Regions from separate parts of the Mus musculus genome. Here regions 1, 3 and 4 are each linked to region 2. A link is a contact called in public Hi-C and HiChIP or PLAC-seq data. All regions are on one chromosome and are shown on one strand. Each heading gives the region's core, a stretch centred on a gene start, on an enhancer-like site or on the middle of the called end of the contact. The rest is flanking DNA. Distances are from core to core; before and after follow the strand shown. Region 1 holds the start of Fgf17 (fibroblast growth factor 17). Region 2 overlaps Slc39a14 (solute carrier family 39 (zinc transporter), member 14). Region 3 overlaps Pebp4 (phosphatidylethanolamine binding protein 4). Region 4 overlaps Pebp4 (phosphatidylethanolamine binding protein 4).

Evidence for each region. A called contact is a pair of places that touch in the nucleus more often than the background predicts. HiChIP or PLAC-seq counts read pairs in DNA pulled down with a chosen protein or histone mark.
Region 1: a Hi-C map of embryonic stem cells shows a contact between it and region 2. The contact joins the promoter of Fgf17 here to the enhancer-like site in region 2. A contact is called at or near these places in 7 of 484 Hi-C or Micro-C datasets (all in embryonic stem cells), 1 of 115 datasets of contacts at active chromatin or transcription factors (pancreatic cancer cells) and 1 of 9 other capture datasets (adipose tissue).
Region 3: an HNF4G HiChIP or PLAC-seq map of pancreatic cancer cells shows a contact between it and region 2. The contact joins two enhancer-like sites. A contact is called at or near these places in 1 of 39 promoter capture datasets (cranial neural crest) and 1 of 115 datasets of contacts at active chromatin or transcription factors (pancreatic cancer cells).
Region 4: a FOXA1 HiChIP or PLAC-seq map of pancreatic cancer cells shows a contact between it and region 2. The contact joins two enhancer-like sites. A contact is called at or near these places in 6 of 39 promoter capture datasets (the C10 cell line, the HPC-7 cell line, cranial neural crest and 3 more), 1 of 15 datasets of contacts at CTCF or cohesin (large pre-B cells), 6 of 115 datasets of contacts at active chromatin or transcription factors (astrocytes, embryonic basal ganglia, embryonic limb bud and 3 more) and 3 of 9 other capture datasets (adipose tissue, liver and macrophages).

The regions. Positions count from the first base shown.
Region 1 is chr14:70,640,543-70,643,802 of GRCm38.p6, forward strand. It overlaps Fgf17 (fibroblast growth factor 17), which reads right to left and starts at 1,726. Exons shown (of 5, transcript NM_001360108.1): 1 at 1,181-1,726; 2 at 990-1,026. The coding sequence starts at 1,215.
Region 2 is chr14:70,340,061-70,343,722 of GRCm38.p6, forward strand. The region is part of intron 1 of Slc39a14 (solute carrier family 39 (zinc transporter), member 14); the gene reads right to left. Among named protein-coding and RNA genes, the nearest start is that of Slc39a14, 9.5 kb to the right of the region's middle. Within about 2 kb of position 1,476, at least 69 of the 459 cell types and tissues checked have an H3K27ac peak or open chromatin away from gene starts, as enhancers often do. A contact at or near this core is called in embryonic stem cells and pancreatic cancer cells, where this site is marked.
Region 3 is chr14:70,019,630-70,023,015 of GRCm38.p6, forward strand. All of the region lies in intron 4 of Pebp4 (phosphatidylethanolamine binding protein 4), which reads left to right. All of the region lies in intron 3 of Gm33524 (a long non-coding RNA gene), which reads right to left. Among named protein-coding and RNA genes, the nearest start is that of Gm41198, 26 kb to the left of the region's middle. Within about 2 kb of position 1,727, at least 90 of the 459 cell types and tissues checked have an H3K27ac peak or open chromatin away from gene starts, as enhancers often do. A contact at or near this core is called in pancreatic cancer cells, where this site is marked.
Region 4 is chr14:69,860,049-69,863,386 of GRCm38.p6, forward strand. All of the region lies in intron 3 of Pebp4 (phosphatidylethanolamine binding protein 4), which reads left to right. Among named protein-coding and RNA genes, the nearest start is that of Pebp4, 21 kb to the left of the region's middle. Within about 2 kb of position 1,538, at least 92 of the 459 cell types and tissues checked have an H3K27ac peak or open chromatin away from gene starts, as enhancers often do. A contact at or near this core is called in pancreatic cancer cells, where this site is marked.

The DNA of each region.
Region 1 (3,260 bases), core at 476-2,975, 300 kb after region 2:
GTGAAGGGGCACTTCAAGGGGGAAAGGACAGCCTTGCCACCTTCCCTGAGTCCTGAATGGAGCCTCAGCCAGGCCATAAACGCCCAGGGCAGCAGCGCCATTGTGCTAATTTCCTTTCCAGAACAGGTTGGACCCACCCCCAGCCCCCTCCCTGCCAGGCTGGGGGCTTTCTTCTTACTCTCCCTAGATGTGTGAAGCAAAAGGCCTGGAACGGGCTAGAGAAAAGGGGGGAAGGAAAAGGGGGGTGTTGTCTCTCTCCCACCCCCCCACTGCTTCAAAGGCAGCCCCTTCCCACTGAAAAGGCATTTACCTTAAAAAAAGAAAAGTCCCCAGTGGATGGGAGAGAAACAGGCCTCTGGCCTGGGAAAGCCAGACCATCTCTCCCCAGAGCGGTTCTGGACCAGTGCATTTTAATAGCTGCAGTCTTATGGAGAATCACAAAAAAGGGACAGGGCCTCGCCTGGAGCTGGGGGCTGAGACTTGGGGGTGGGAGGTGGAGGGGTGGAGAGGTAAGCCCTGAATTCCACTCCAAACAAACCTCTAGGCTTGACCTAGGAACCCTAGAGGTAACGGGTCTACTTGGTTGGATAGTCCAACCATATGGAGACCCTGGCCACCTATAGTCCAAACATGTGGGTAAGAGTAGACGGTGGACGGTACATGTGGGTTTCGAACCCAAACCCTTCAGGTATCTGCACGGACAAACCTTACCTGAGCGCTTGCCTCCACTGGCTGCTAACTGCCTGGGGCCCTCTGAAACCCAGCACAGAGGGATGGCAAGGGTAGAGACCCAGGAGTGTTGTTAGAAAGGTTTGAGAGGCAAACCTCAGTCTATTCCCCATTCTGGTTCAGTCTGTTTTCCAACCCACCTTCTGAACTGATCCTCCAAACCTTAACAGTTGCTTGGTTAGGGGAGGCCAGTCCTGCCTCTCCTCCTTCGAGGTGAGGTGGGAAAGGTTGGGGGTTGGGGGCTAGGCAGGGGTGCCTACCTGTGTTTGACAGCAGAGAATCAATAGCTGCAAGCACCTGTTTGGGAAGACAAGGCAGCTCAAGGTGTGGGCACCCCAGGGCACCCCCATCCCCCACCTTTGTCTTGTCCCACCTGCCCCGGGATGGAGGTATAATATTCCTGGGGCTGGAAATGGCAAAAAAGAACTCCGGGCGCAGGCAGCACACTTACAGGGTAAGGTTAGGCAGCAGGCGGGCGGCTCCCATCGCTGGAGAGACTTCTTGGGGCGATTGCCCCTCTGCTCCCCAAACTCAGGAGCGGATGTGGCCAGGCCCCTGAGGTAGAGTCCCAGAGAAGCCAAGGTTTCTCGGAGCCACAGGTTTTCAGGAATGAAAGGAGATGGAGGGAAGGGGAAGGCTAGCCGAGGGGGGAATGAAGGGGAGGCGTAATTGAGAGACTGAGGTGCGAGGTGTCCACCTTCCGGGCCAGTGGGGCTGCGAAGCCGGAGCTGGTCCGATTGGCGTACTCGCTCTCTTGGGCTACTGGCTTCGGGCAGAGGTCCCCGGGCGCAAAGGATTGGAGCTGCGAGAGCGTCCTCTATCAGGAGGCTGGCCCCTACGATCTCTCTTGATTTATTCCTGACCCGCACCAACCTGCCGGTCTCCGTGAAGTGCGGGGCCAGCGGCAAGCACAGGGAGGGAGGCGCCTTGCCCTCCCCTTCCTCAGGGTCAGCAGCTCCCGCCCTCAGGTTTGATGCGGCAACCTCATCTCCTTAAGAATGAGCTGCAGGTACCGAGCTGGGGCTGGGGGTCTCGAATTCTGGCTCGGGTGGGAATTCCCAGAAGCAGCCTTAAAAGGAGGAGCCTCCCTCCAGGGAGCAGGGGTGGGCTTGGCTTGAGCGGCTGCTGGCTCAGCTTCTCTGCTGTCACCCCTTGCCACTAGGAAGGAGGGGTAAGGCTGTGAACAGTGGGTGCAACAGGTTGAGGCCAGAGATGGGGAGTCAGGTGCAGCTCTTGAAAGATCTCAATGCTCACAAAAACTGGTTTGAAATGGAGATCCGAAGACGAGTGGGAGTCACTTTTGCCTGGGCCCTCGTAGTCTATTTTTGTTTTTTAAAGGTGGGTGGTGTGGTCAGCTATTGGAGTACTGGAGGACCAAATGAAATGACAGTGAGTCAGTGAGGAAATCCCTAAGATGTCTGGGCCTTATTTGGGGGGTTGACACCCAGCCCTAGGTTCTCAGCCCCAATTCACCAGTGTCCCCAAGCAGTTGCCTGGAATGCAGTGTCCAGCAGTATGGACATATGACCACTAGTCTCATGTAGCTGGCTACCCAAGTCAGCTATACTGACTGCAGTTTGCTGATAGGAAATTGGCGGATTGGGAGGTAGCCGGCTCAGAATAAGCCAGCTGGTGAGTGAAGGGGCCACAGTCCCAGAATCTAGGCTCTTCCTGTTCCTTGGAATTGCGACTTCACCCTCCACGTCCCAGCCTGCCACTGGCTTTATTTTTATTTTAGCGCTCAGAGACCTTGATAGATTTTTTTTTTTCCTCTTCTCCCATCTTCTACCTGAGACAGGGTCTCACCATGTAGCATCAACTGACCTAGAATTCACTGTGTAGACCAGGCTTGCCTCCAGTTCACAGACCCACCTGCCTCTCTCCTGAGCGCTGTGATTAAAGGTGTGCTCCAGTGCATTTGACAGGCTTAAGTGGACTGTAATATGACAGGCAGCCGGGGATGTGAAGGCTGGTGACCAGTTCTCTCCTTACAGACAGGTGGGTGGTGCTGAGCTGAAAGGAGGGGCGATCTGGGGAGTCTAAACTCTGGCTCCCTTTCCCTGAGTTCACAGAGCAGCACAGGTGGACTTATTTGCCTTCTCACCTTCCTGAGTTCCAGCAAGCCACAAAGTGGTCTGCCACCCTGCACTTCCCCTGCGCCCCAACTCCCAGCAAGCTCATAGATACCTCCCCCTGTCCCCTAAACAGGGCCTTTAGCCAGGTCTAGCAGGGGCCTTTAGAGCTCCGCCCTCTCTTCCGCAGACTCAAAATGCCCCTGCAGGGGACCTAGGAGTGAATTTGGAGGAGCTGTTTGAGAAGGTGGGAATTGCAGGGGAAGTCTAGGGGTTTGGAATCAAATTTAAAGAAAGCTAGGACTGGCTGGGGACACAGCTCACTTGGTAGAAGGCTGGCCTAGCATTTGTGAACTTTTGGATCCTATCCCTAGCACTGCTAAAACCAAGTGTGGTTGCACACCTGTAATCCCAGAACTTCAGAGGTTAAAAGCAGCCAGGGGATCAATTCAAGAGCCA
Region 2 (3,662 bases), core at 226-2,725:
ACCCTCCAGAAAAAGAAAAATGTTCTCTGATTTCCACACATGTGCCATGGCAAATGCACTCCCCATCGTACATACACATATAAACTATTGCTAAATAAACATAAGAGCTAAGAGTGCTCCCAGTCACACAGACCTCAGCCTGACCCTGGATCCCACATTATCAACTTCGAGGATCTAAGTCAAGACACAAGCCGATGGGACTTGGTTACCTTACAGCGAGAAGCAAAGGCTGGAATGGCCCCTCCCTCGGAGTAGCCAAAAAGGTGAGATACAGAATAGAAACATAGTACTTGCTATGCCACTCAATAAATGTTAGTTGTCTAGAGACAGAGTAACATAGACAAGAGAAATAAAGAAGGTCTAGAGATACAGCTCAGAGCTGCAACACTCTAGTGGTCCCTCAGCCCCAACCCTGCACTTCCTACAGGGACACCCTGCACCTGGGACGTCTGATCAGGGATGTCAGATGGGGGCGGGGGGGGGGGGCGGCTCTCAGATCTGCAACATCAAACGGGCAGGTGGGTAGCAGGAAGCCTAGGGTTGGGCTCTGAACCAGAGCATCCAGGCCTGCTTTCTGTCACAGGGCTGAAGAGCAGTATTTTTCTCCTCCCTCCTCTTGTTCATAGGTTCATGAGCCAGATTCTACAAAGGTTGTCTCCCTGCATAAGCTGAATGGTACCCACAAATCACCTCCATGGGAAACCTCAGGAATGTGATCTGAGTAAGAAGTGGGGCCTCTGCTGATGAAGTCAGGCAAGGATGTTAAGAGTAAAAGCATCAGGGGGTGGGTGGCTATGGGGGACTTTTGGTATAGCATTGCAGATGTAAATGAGCGAAATACCTAATAAAAAATGGAAAAAAAAAAAAAAAAAAAAAAAAAAAAGAGTAAAAGCATCCTGGAATCTGGATGGGCCCTAAATCCAATGGCTCTCGTCATTATCAGAAAAAGGGGAGGAGATGGGGACATACACACACACAGAATTAAGGAAGGTGGTAGAAGGACCAAAACAGAGGCTAGTGTTATGTAGCCACAAGCCAGGAAGTACCAAAGGTCCCTTCCCCACCTACTGTGACTACTCCTCCCACCCCCAAACCCCTACCTAGACCTGAAGCTGAAGACATCAGGAAGGATTCTTTAACAGGAAGAGCTGTTGGAGCAGAGCCCCACCCACACTTGATCTCAGCCTTCTGACTCCAGGAACTACAGAGAACACCGTGGTGGTTGGAAACCACCAACCTCCGGCAACCTGTCAGGAAAGCGAGCTCTAGGTAAATACTTTGGTGTTGGCATCAAGGCGGGATCACTTTAGTCAGGTTTATAGTTCTAAGATGACTCCTGTGACCCTTGCCTTCTTTGTGGGCAGCACCTGTAATTGAGATGGCACTCCTGCGTCATACCTGCAGGGAGGCTGCAGCTGGTGGCTGACAGATAGGAACTGAGACTGGTGGAGGCCCTGGCCAGCACGTAGCAGGTGGAGGTAAGAGAATCAAGAGTTCAAGGGCATCCACAGCCTCACAGTGAGTGCAAGGCCAGCTCGGGTTACAGGAGACCCTGCTTCAAAAGTTAAAAGGGAGAGAGGGAGCTGGCCTTGTGCCTACACTGGTAGAGTGCTTGCCTAAGATAAACAAAGCCCTGGCTTCCATCCTAAACACAATCTGTGTGGTGGCACCTGCCTGTGATTCCAACAATGGTGGTGAAGGAAGAAGAATCTGAAGTTCAAGGTTTAAGGCCTGCCTATGATACATGAGACCCTGTCCCAGAAACAAAAACAAGAGATATTAGGAAATAGGGAGAGAGGGTTTTCTAGGAACTGAATGTGGTCCCTGGCTAGCAACCAGAGGAAGGGAAAATCCATCCTACATCAACAAGGAGCCGACTTCTTTCCAACCTTGCAAGCCACCCTCCCAGAAAAGAACTTTGGTTGGCACTTCGACTTTAGCTTTGTAGGGCTCTTAGCAAGCTAGACTGGCCAAGAGGAATGGGAAATCACAAAATGGGTGATCACAAACCTATAGTGTTGCACTAACGTGCCTGCCACACACTTCCATTTCCTAAAAGTATGAATGGCAAGTTCTGGTCACAGGTGGTGGTGGCCCCAAGCTGAGCAGGTCTCTGAGCTCCCCCCTACTCTGGATGAACCTCCATTAGCCCGTCCTACTGACAACATCACGCACATGACTACTAGAGTAGTGAGGGCAGAGGACACTCAGGATAGTGGTTTCTGACTATGGCTGGTGTTGATTAGCTTTCACGCAGGCGGCCCCTCTGGCCTTTTAACATCAGGTTACAGTATGTTCTATGAGTTACAATACTACTGAAGCTATGAAGTTAATAAGACTATTGCTTAGGACATATGCCAAGCCAGGCAGTGTCACCTGCCTACAAAGCCAGCACTGAGGGGACACTGAGGCAGGAAGATGGGTAAGACTGAATCCAGCCTGGGTTTTAAACAGAGATCCCATCTCAGAAGAGAGACGTGGACTGGGGAGATGGCTCAGCAGGTAAGAGCACTGGCCTCAAGCCTGACCACCTGAGCTGCATCCTCAGAACCCACAAGAGAAGGCAAGAACTGGTTCTAGCCAATTATGCTCTGACCTCTGCACGGGTGTGCGTGTGAGCGCATACAAGCAGTTGATCAATGTAAAAAGAAAAACTTCAAAGATAAATGTAGCAGTTACTTAGTGTCTTCACTGCTAAGCCTTCCATTTTTCTCCTAAGTTCTAATTTAAAAGGATATACACACATACATATATACATACATGCATACACACATACATACATGCATGCATGCATACATACACGCATACATACATGCATACATACATGTCTGAGTATGTGTATGCCTCCCTTTTCCCATTTCTATCTCCTCTGTGGATACCAGCCAAAACTCTAAGCAGACTTGTCCCAGACACTCTGGCTGGTTTTGTTCTCTTTTCCTGAAGACCCTCCCCACACTCTTTCCGCAGCTGCCTGTGAATCTCTATAGCTGACATGTCCTGAGTTTCTTCCTTTCTTCATTCTCTTCCTTCCAGCAAGTGTCAGCTTTACATCACTTGGCCTGCTTTTCTCTCAAACTCTAATAAAACAGTCTTTGAGCTTTAAAACTGATAGATACATAGACAGACAGACAGACAGACAGATAGATAGATGAGGCGCAGACAGCAGAGGGCTGAGAGGGGCAATCAGAAGGGATGATATCCCGATGACACTGTAGGTACAAATGTCCCTGTTAGCCAGGGATACCAGCTTCTACCTCTGGAATCTATCATCAAGAAGTTCAGTGAGGGCCGGGCGGTAGTGGCATGTGCCTTTAATCCTAACACTGGGGAGATAGAGGTAGGAGGAGCTCAGTGTATTTGAGGCCAACCTGGTCTATAGGAAGAGTTACAGGATAGCCAAGGGCCACACGGAGGAAACCCTATTTCAAAAAACCAAACCAAAAAAAAAAAAAAATTAAAACGAAGCTCAATAAAGTCACATCTCCAGTCCACACACAGTGTGTGTTTAGGTTGGTATAATGACAAACGGTCAGAGTTTCTCACTGTTGAAGAAGGAAGCTATAAATAACAGGGGAAAGGCTTAAAAACAAGATGACTTTATGGTGTTTGGTTGAAATAAGAGGTATTTGAAGGGCTCTAGCAGGCCCGGGCATGGCAAACAT
Region 3 (3,386 bases), core at 477-2,976, 320 kb before region 2:
CTCTCTCTCTCTCTCTCTCACACACACACACACACACACACACACACACGGTGTCTAGCAGAGGAAATAGACTGGGGGAGAGGCGGGAGGGGTAGGGGGACAGCAGCTGTGTCCCTCTGTGCGGGCTTTCTGGTTAAGGATGAAACAGTTCACACAGTCTCCTTTGTGAGTTAGCATTCCCACTCTGTGTGAAAAAGCAGGGACAGATGAGTAACCGAGAGGTCACCCTACCAGGGTCTGCTGACCCAAAGGCCAGCTTTTGCCCATCACACCAGACTGCTCTGACCCCCCACCCCAGAGCCTCCAGGGAGGGAAGCAGGCGGGCAGGCAGGTTCCAAGGCTACCCCTGCTTTCCATAACACTTGAATTTCTGTGCATCTCAGATTTCCCTTTCCAACACCACTCCAACTCTCCTGGAGTTGTTTCAGCCTCTGAATCATTCCCTCCCCCCACCACACACACCAGGAGGAGCACCCCTCCCCCAATATTCAAGATCTGGGGGGGGGTGATTTTGATTCCTAACCATCAAGCTAAGTGACTGTACTAAAGGACAGAAAAGACCAACTTCAGTCCTGACTAGCTGTGTGACTGAGGGCGGGTCTCTGTGCCTCTCTGTGCCGGCCTTTGATTCCCTGGGAATCAGAAGTCAGAATCTCCACCACTCCCAGGTCTTAAGGGATCTGGGAGAGCGAATGAGGTCATGTCTATGAGCCGCCCAACGGAAGGAAGTCGAAGGACTAGCACAAGGCTGCATTATCTTCTGGAGTTGGCAGGGCCATTGCTGCAAAGTTGCTGGGACTGGGAATGTCTCAAGGGCCTCAGAACCAGTCCTGGGAATGCCACAGGGAAGTGGTGTGTCACGACAGAGCGGGGGGGGGGGGGGGGGGGGGCTCTGAGATGTGAGATCAAGTCCTAGCTCCGGTGGGTGCTTAACAGCTTCGGGAGACCACACGATCTCTTTCGGGCTCGGCTCTCTCACCTATAAAATGAGACTAACCCAAGCCCCGGATGATTCTTCGGTAAAGGAGTAAACAAAATGAGCCCTGGCATACAGTGGGCATACTTGCTGTGGCCAGTACCCTGGGACTGTCACAGAGAATAACTTGCCGTATCTCTCCGTGAGCTGTCTCCTCATATAAGCCAACACGTGCTGCTGTTTTCTGAAGCACAGCCTTCTGGGGTAGAAAGAGGGCTGAGTGCTCCACACGTCTGCTTTGGACCAAGAAAAGAAAGAACAACAGCGGTAAGCATAGGTCCCTAGAACAACAGCGGTGTGCATAGGTCCCTGGCATCATCCAGGAAGCCTGAAACGTACACAGCCAGGAGTCCAAGGTCAGAAGCCTTGGGGTGGCCCTTCCACCCTGAGTCACGGTGAGACTTGGCCACTGAGTTCTGAGCCCAACACTCTCAACCTTTGCAAGTCAAAGCTCTCAGCCTGGACGCCTGCTTTTCTTGGTCACTGTCACTCAAGAACAGATGACAGACCTCAGTGAGCTGTCAGGCAGACGGGTCTCCAGACAGATAGGCGAACTCTTGTTCTGTGGCCTCCTTTATAGATGCAGGGAAACACACAGTGGGAGTGGGGCTGGATGCTCGCCTCCCTAACTACCCAGATCTAGGTGACTTCCGGGCAGAGTTTACATTTGGGGAGCTGAGACCAGTGGAGAGGAAATCTATCCAGCAGAGGGTGTGAGGACCCGTCAGCGACTGGCTGAGCCCTCTGAAGCTAACAACAAGGCTGCAGAGCCAATCTGGCAGAGACTGTCTGAATTAGTCACCGGTTTTGATGAGGAGGTAAACCGATTACATAACAGTCTCTCTCTCTCTCTCTCTCTCTCTCTCTCTCTCTCTCTCTGTCCTCCAAAAGACTCTCCAGAGCCGGGGCTCTACTCTTTCCCTCTGGCCATGAAGGGGCTCAGGGCCAGGGAGGGTCACATACCAGAGCCCAGGGGCTAAGGTTTAGGCAGGAACCCTCCCCAGGCCTGCTCCAGCCCCACGGGGCCAGAAGGAGGCGCCCGCAGCTCACCTCCTGCCTGCAGCTTGCCACCCTGTTTCCAAAGCAATCCCACGCTAGTCTTGCAACCTGCTGGCTCTCAGGCTCTAGGTGTTAGCCTGGAAGATGCCCCAAACAAGGAGGTAGAGATTTCTCAGTTGCCAGAAACTCCTGGGCCCCTGAGTTATTCCAGGCCCCCTTCCCCTGCCAAATGTGTCATGATTCATTGTTACAAAAATGAATACCAATCGGCGCTGAGCCAGCACCGTTTGCTGTACCCCTGTGGAGGGACTGCAGAGGTAGGGGGGCACTGGAGGGCACACCTGTGCAGCAACAACAGCTGCTTGGAATCCAGATGCTTATCTTCTGGAAAGAGCAAACCTGGCAAACACAGGCTCGCGCCTCTGGCTCCGTGTCCTGTCATGAGTGAGATCTGGCCTCTAGGTAGAGGTCAAGTTCATTGGTTTCTAAGTGATGCCTAGGATGGGACCAGTGTGTATGACTGGGATCTTCCTGTAGCTTTGCTCACCTCCTGCACAAGGCTGCATAAAGAACAATATGTGTTTAACAATATGAATAATGGGTGATGATGAAGGTGATGACTGTGGTGATATCAGAACGGGGATATGAGTGTCCTGTTTAACCCCAAGTCCTAGGGACTTCAGCTCTGCCTGACTTCCTATTGGTGCTTCTGTTGCACTCACCAGACAACTGAGAAACCGAAGCAAGAGTCTGAGAAACTGTAGGAATCACACTGACCTCCTGACCCCACACAGGACTAAGCTCCATCAGTCCAGAAAGAGGAGTCACCATTACACAAGTGGAGGATGAGTTGAGCACTCAGCAAGTGACGTCAGCACCTCTTGAGTCTTCCTCCTTTTTTCTCAAGCCTGGGTGAAGGCAGAGTGCCCAGCCCAACCACACAGGAGACAGTAACAACCTTCAAAGGCTGCGTTCCCACCACCACCCTACCAGATTCCAAGATGGAAGAGTTTGGAGGGGTCTTGGGGGGTCCGCTAGTCTAGCCTCCCATTGTACAGATGAGAATGCAGAGGCTCAAAGAAAATGTGGGTGCCCAGCAAGAGTGGCCCCAGCCCAGTTTTATTCACACAGTGGAAACCAGAGAAGGTGGCAGAAGATAGATGCAGGGTAATCTCTCAGCTACCAAGCCGGCTGAGGTCTGTCTGACTACATGCCTCTCCAGCTCCAAACCAGACAGGCAACAGTTTTGAACAGAAGAACGGACAATCACCCCATGGAGGCCACACAGATGGCCGTGAGGACAAGTCAGTAGCTACAGTTTCTAGAACAATGAGCCTTTCCTCTCTGCCCTGCTCCTGAGAACTTAGCAAAAAAGGCTAACTTACCCCCTAAGCCTGAGGGTAAATTCCCC
Region 4 (3,338 bases), core at 288-2,787, 480 kb before region 2:
TCAACATCCTCTCTCTCTCTTTTTTTTCTTTCCCGTTTCTCTAATATAAATGTATCCAGGGTAGAGATGTCTATATGCCTGGGGAAGAAACAATCACAGGTAGCTCTGGTGAGGTGAGATCCATGCTGCGATACGGAGCAGAGTGCAGGCCACTGGGAGCTTTGTCCCTCGGTAATAACAGGGTAAGCGTCACCATTTTTCAAAGCACTTTCCCTGTTATGACAGTCATTGCTGTGTGTTCTCCGCCATGCTGTAATTTCACATTTCTTATCTCACATCAGTCCCCGTAGACAGGCGGGACAGGTGTGGGGCTCTGTCTATGGCAGGGAATTCGAGGCCTAGAGAGGCAGAGGGAGTCTCCCCAGATCCTTCCAGAGAAGACAAGTGTGGGCTGTGGGCCGGGGGTGTAACTCAGTTGGTAGATTTCTTGCCTAGCGTACACAAAACCCTGGGCCTGATCCCCAGCCCTGAATAAAACCAAGCATGCTGGTGTACTTATAATCCCAGTACTCAGGAGATGGAGGCAGAAGGATGAGTTCCAAGTCATCTTTAGTTACGTGAGTTCAAGGTCAGCCTGAACTATGTCAGAGCCTGTTGGAGGGGCACACCTTGACCTACAGCCTTATACCCGTGGTTTTGCTGCCTCCAGGCCTTATCCAAGTCTCACCACAAGCTGGGAGACATTACTTTCATGTGACATGGAGGTCAAAGCTCTGAGACCCTGGCTTCTAAGCCATTCTCTGTTCCACTTATCTTTCCGTTCCCCGACGGTCATGTGAAAACATCTTCTGGCCCTCCTCCATGGGCCAGGCTCTGTGCTGAGCGCATTAGGAGTAGATTCTAGGAGACCAAGGCACCGGAAGAGGTTTCAGCTAGACTAAGAGGGTCCAGAACTAAGCTCATGTCCAGTGTTGCCACTTCCTGGTGAGGAGAGGGCCACCTGGAGGGTGCTCCACATGGCCCAACTGCCACCTCCTGCTCTAAGAGTGCCTCCCTCGCCCCCACATCCCACACTACTTTCTTGAGCCTGCATGGCCCAGTTCCTTCCCATAGTAATGAAAAGAATACAGGCCTAGGTGCCCAAATAAATGGCTTCCCATGTTCAGGGAAGAAGCCAGAACAGGAAACAATCACTTCCCTTTGCGTACGGGCTAGGACGATTCCAGAAATGTCACGTGTCTTAACCAAGGGACAGGTGGGCGTGGAGCAGGCCAGGTGTGGTGCGGGTGGCCTGCAATACGTACAGGTGGAGAACCCTGCAATTCTTTGCTGCTTTTTTGGGTCTGCAGGGGCAGAGTGACATTTGGGTATCTAGGCCTGTGTTCTTTCTACCGCTATGGGAATGTAGAGGGACTGGGCCATGCGTGCTCAGGGGAATGAAGGCCCCCAGACTCCCAAAAGGACGGTGTGGGTGGGATGTGGCAAAGGAGGAGAAGGTGCTGAAGGTGCTTCGGGGTTCCAGTTCCCTAGCCTGCTTGTGTAAACAGAGGCCTTCTGTTCGCTCCGAGGCTGTAACTGAAAGAGTTACCACCAGGGGGCGCGAGGTGACCGTCATCGTGCCCGAAACAACGCAAAGCCCGGAAGCTTGGCTGGGGCCACCAGGGCAGGAACACACAGGCTTCTCCTAGTTGGTGGAGCGGGATCCATGAATGAAGAAGGCACAGAGAATCCAACGTGTGGCTCTGGTGTGACGCTTGAGGTCCCAAGCCCCGCTGCGTCTATCTTTTCACCAGTCCAGAGTGAAACTGCACCTCTGTTACGACAGTGCAAAGAGCTAGCCGCCGAATGCTTTCCATTTTCAATGTCCCCAGTTCGCCCCTCACTCATGATTAGCCCGGGGGAAACTGCTGATGGGAAGAACATCGAGGGTACCTCCCACTGCCGACCCCAGATCACAAAGATTTTGAAACAGTGCTCGCGGTTTCCTAAGTGCAAACTGGGAGCTGTGAAAGCTGCCTGCCTCAGTTTACCGAGGTTTAGTTAGAATCTGAGCCTAGAGAATAAGAAACCAGGGACTCTCGGAAGATGTAAACCTTGGTGTCATTGCTTGGAGCTCTGCCACCTTGTGCAAACTCCCTGGCCCTCTAAGATTCCCTGTTCTCCCTTAGAGTCCCAAGAGTACCCCCTTTCAAGGCTAGGACCCAGAGGGCAGTCCTCTGTGGAATTCTTTCTCTGCCCCATCTGGACTGTTTTCCCCAGTGGGTGACTCCCTCCTGCTAGACACAGGTAGCTTCCAGGATCCATCCTCTCTCTCTCATTCATTTCTCTGTCCTCTCCTTAGTTGTCCCTCTTTTTCTTGGGTGGCCTTATCCACATACCAGTTGTCTCAACTCATATGACCACTGAGATGTCCTGTGGGCCCTTCATATCAAGCATCCAGTCCCCGCCTTACCCCTTACCAAACCTGTTTTATCCTCAGTTTTAACCCAGGACTGGGGGAGTGGAGGGGTGTCTCTGTCTCTCCCACTGTGCTACCAGAGCCCCATGGAAAGGTCTAGAAGCTGGCTATCTCTCCTTTCCTCAGGGTCCCTACTTTGGCAGCGGCTACCACTCTCTGGACCTAGCCTCTCACCTAGTTACCACCAAGCACCACTGTTTGTCCCCAAGGCTCAGCCTGTTCTCAATTCGGCCATCAGAGGGCGCCCTTAAGTCTGCGGGTCAGATGAGTCCAAGCCTTTGCCCAAAGTTTGTCAGGCTTCCCCTCAGTTTCCTGAGTAAGTGCCCAGTCGCTACCAGTGCCTGCCAGATAGATGCCCTGGCATCTGACCTGTTCCTCACATCCTCTCTACTCTCAGCTCCTCTGCACTTTGCCCACCTAACTTACCTGGTTTCCCAGTATTCCTGGGGTCCTTTGCACCAGAGAGCCACCTCTACCTTCTGACACCCCCACCCTCTCCAACCTTCTTCGAATGGCTCTCTCCCTTTTAGATGGTTGCCTGAAGGTCGCCTCCTCAGGGAGGCCTCGTAGAGTCCACTTATCCCCTTCCCCGTTTCTCATCCTATTCACAACCTTCCAGCCTACATGAATGTCCGTCAAGAATTCTGGGGTTTGCTAGTTTGTCTTTCTGCTGCTACCACGACCCCACAACTAGACTGTATGCTCTGGGAGAGCAGGGCTCTTCATCTGTTTAACCCAATGCTGTACCCTCAGATGGAGAACAATCTCTGCCACACAGCAGGCTCTTAATACAGATTGGTTGAATGGATGTGATTTGGTGAAGATTGACTTTCTTTCTTTCCTTCTCCTTTCCTTTTCCTTCCTTCCTTCCTTCCTTCCTTCCTTCCTTCCTTCCTCCCTCCCTCCCTCCCTCCCCCCTTCCCCCCTCTCTCTTTCTCTC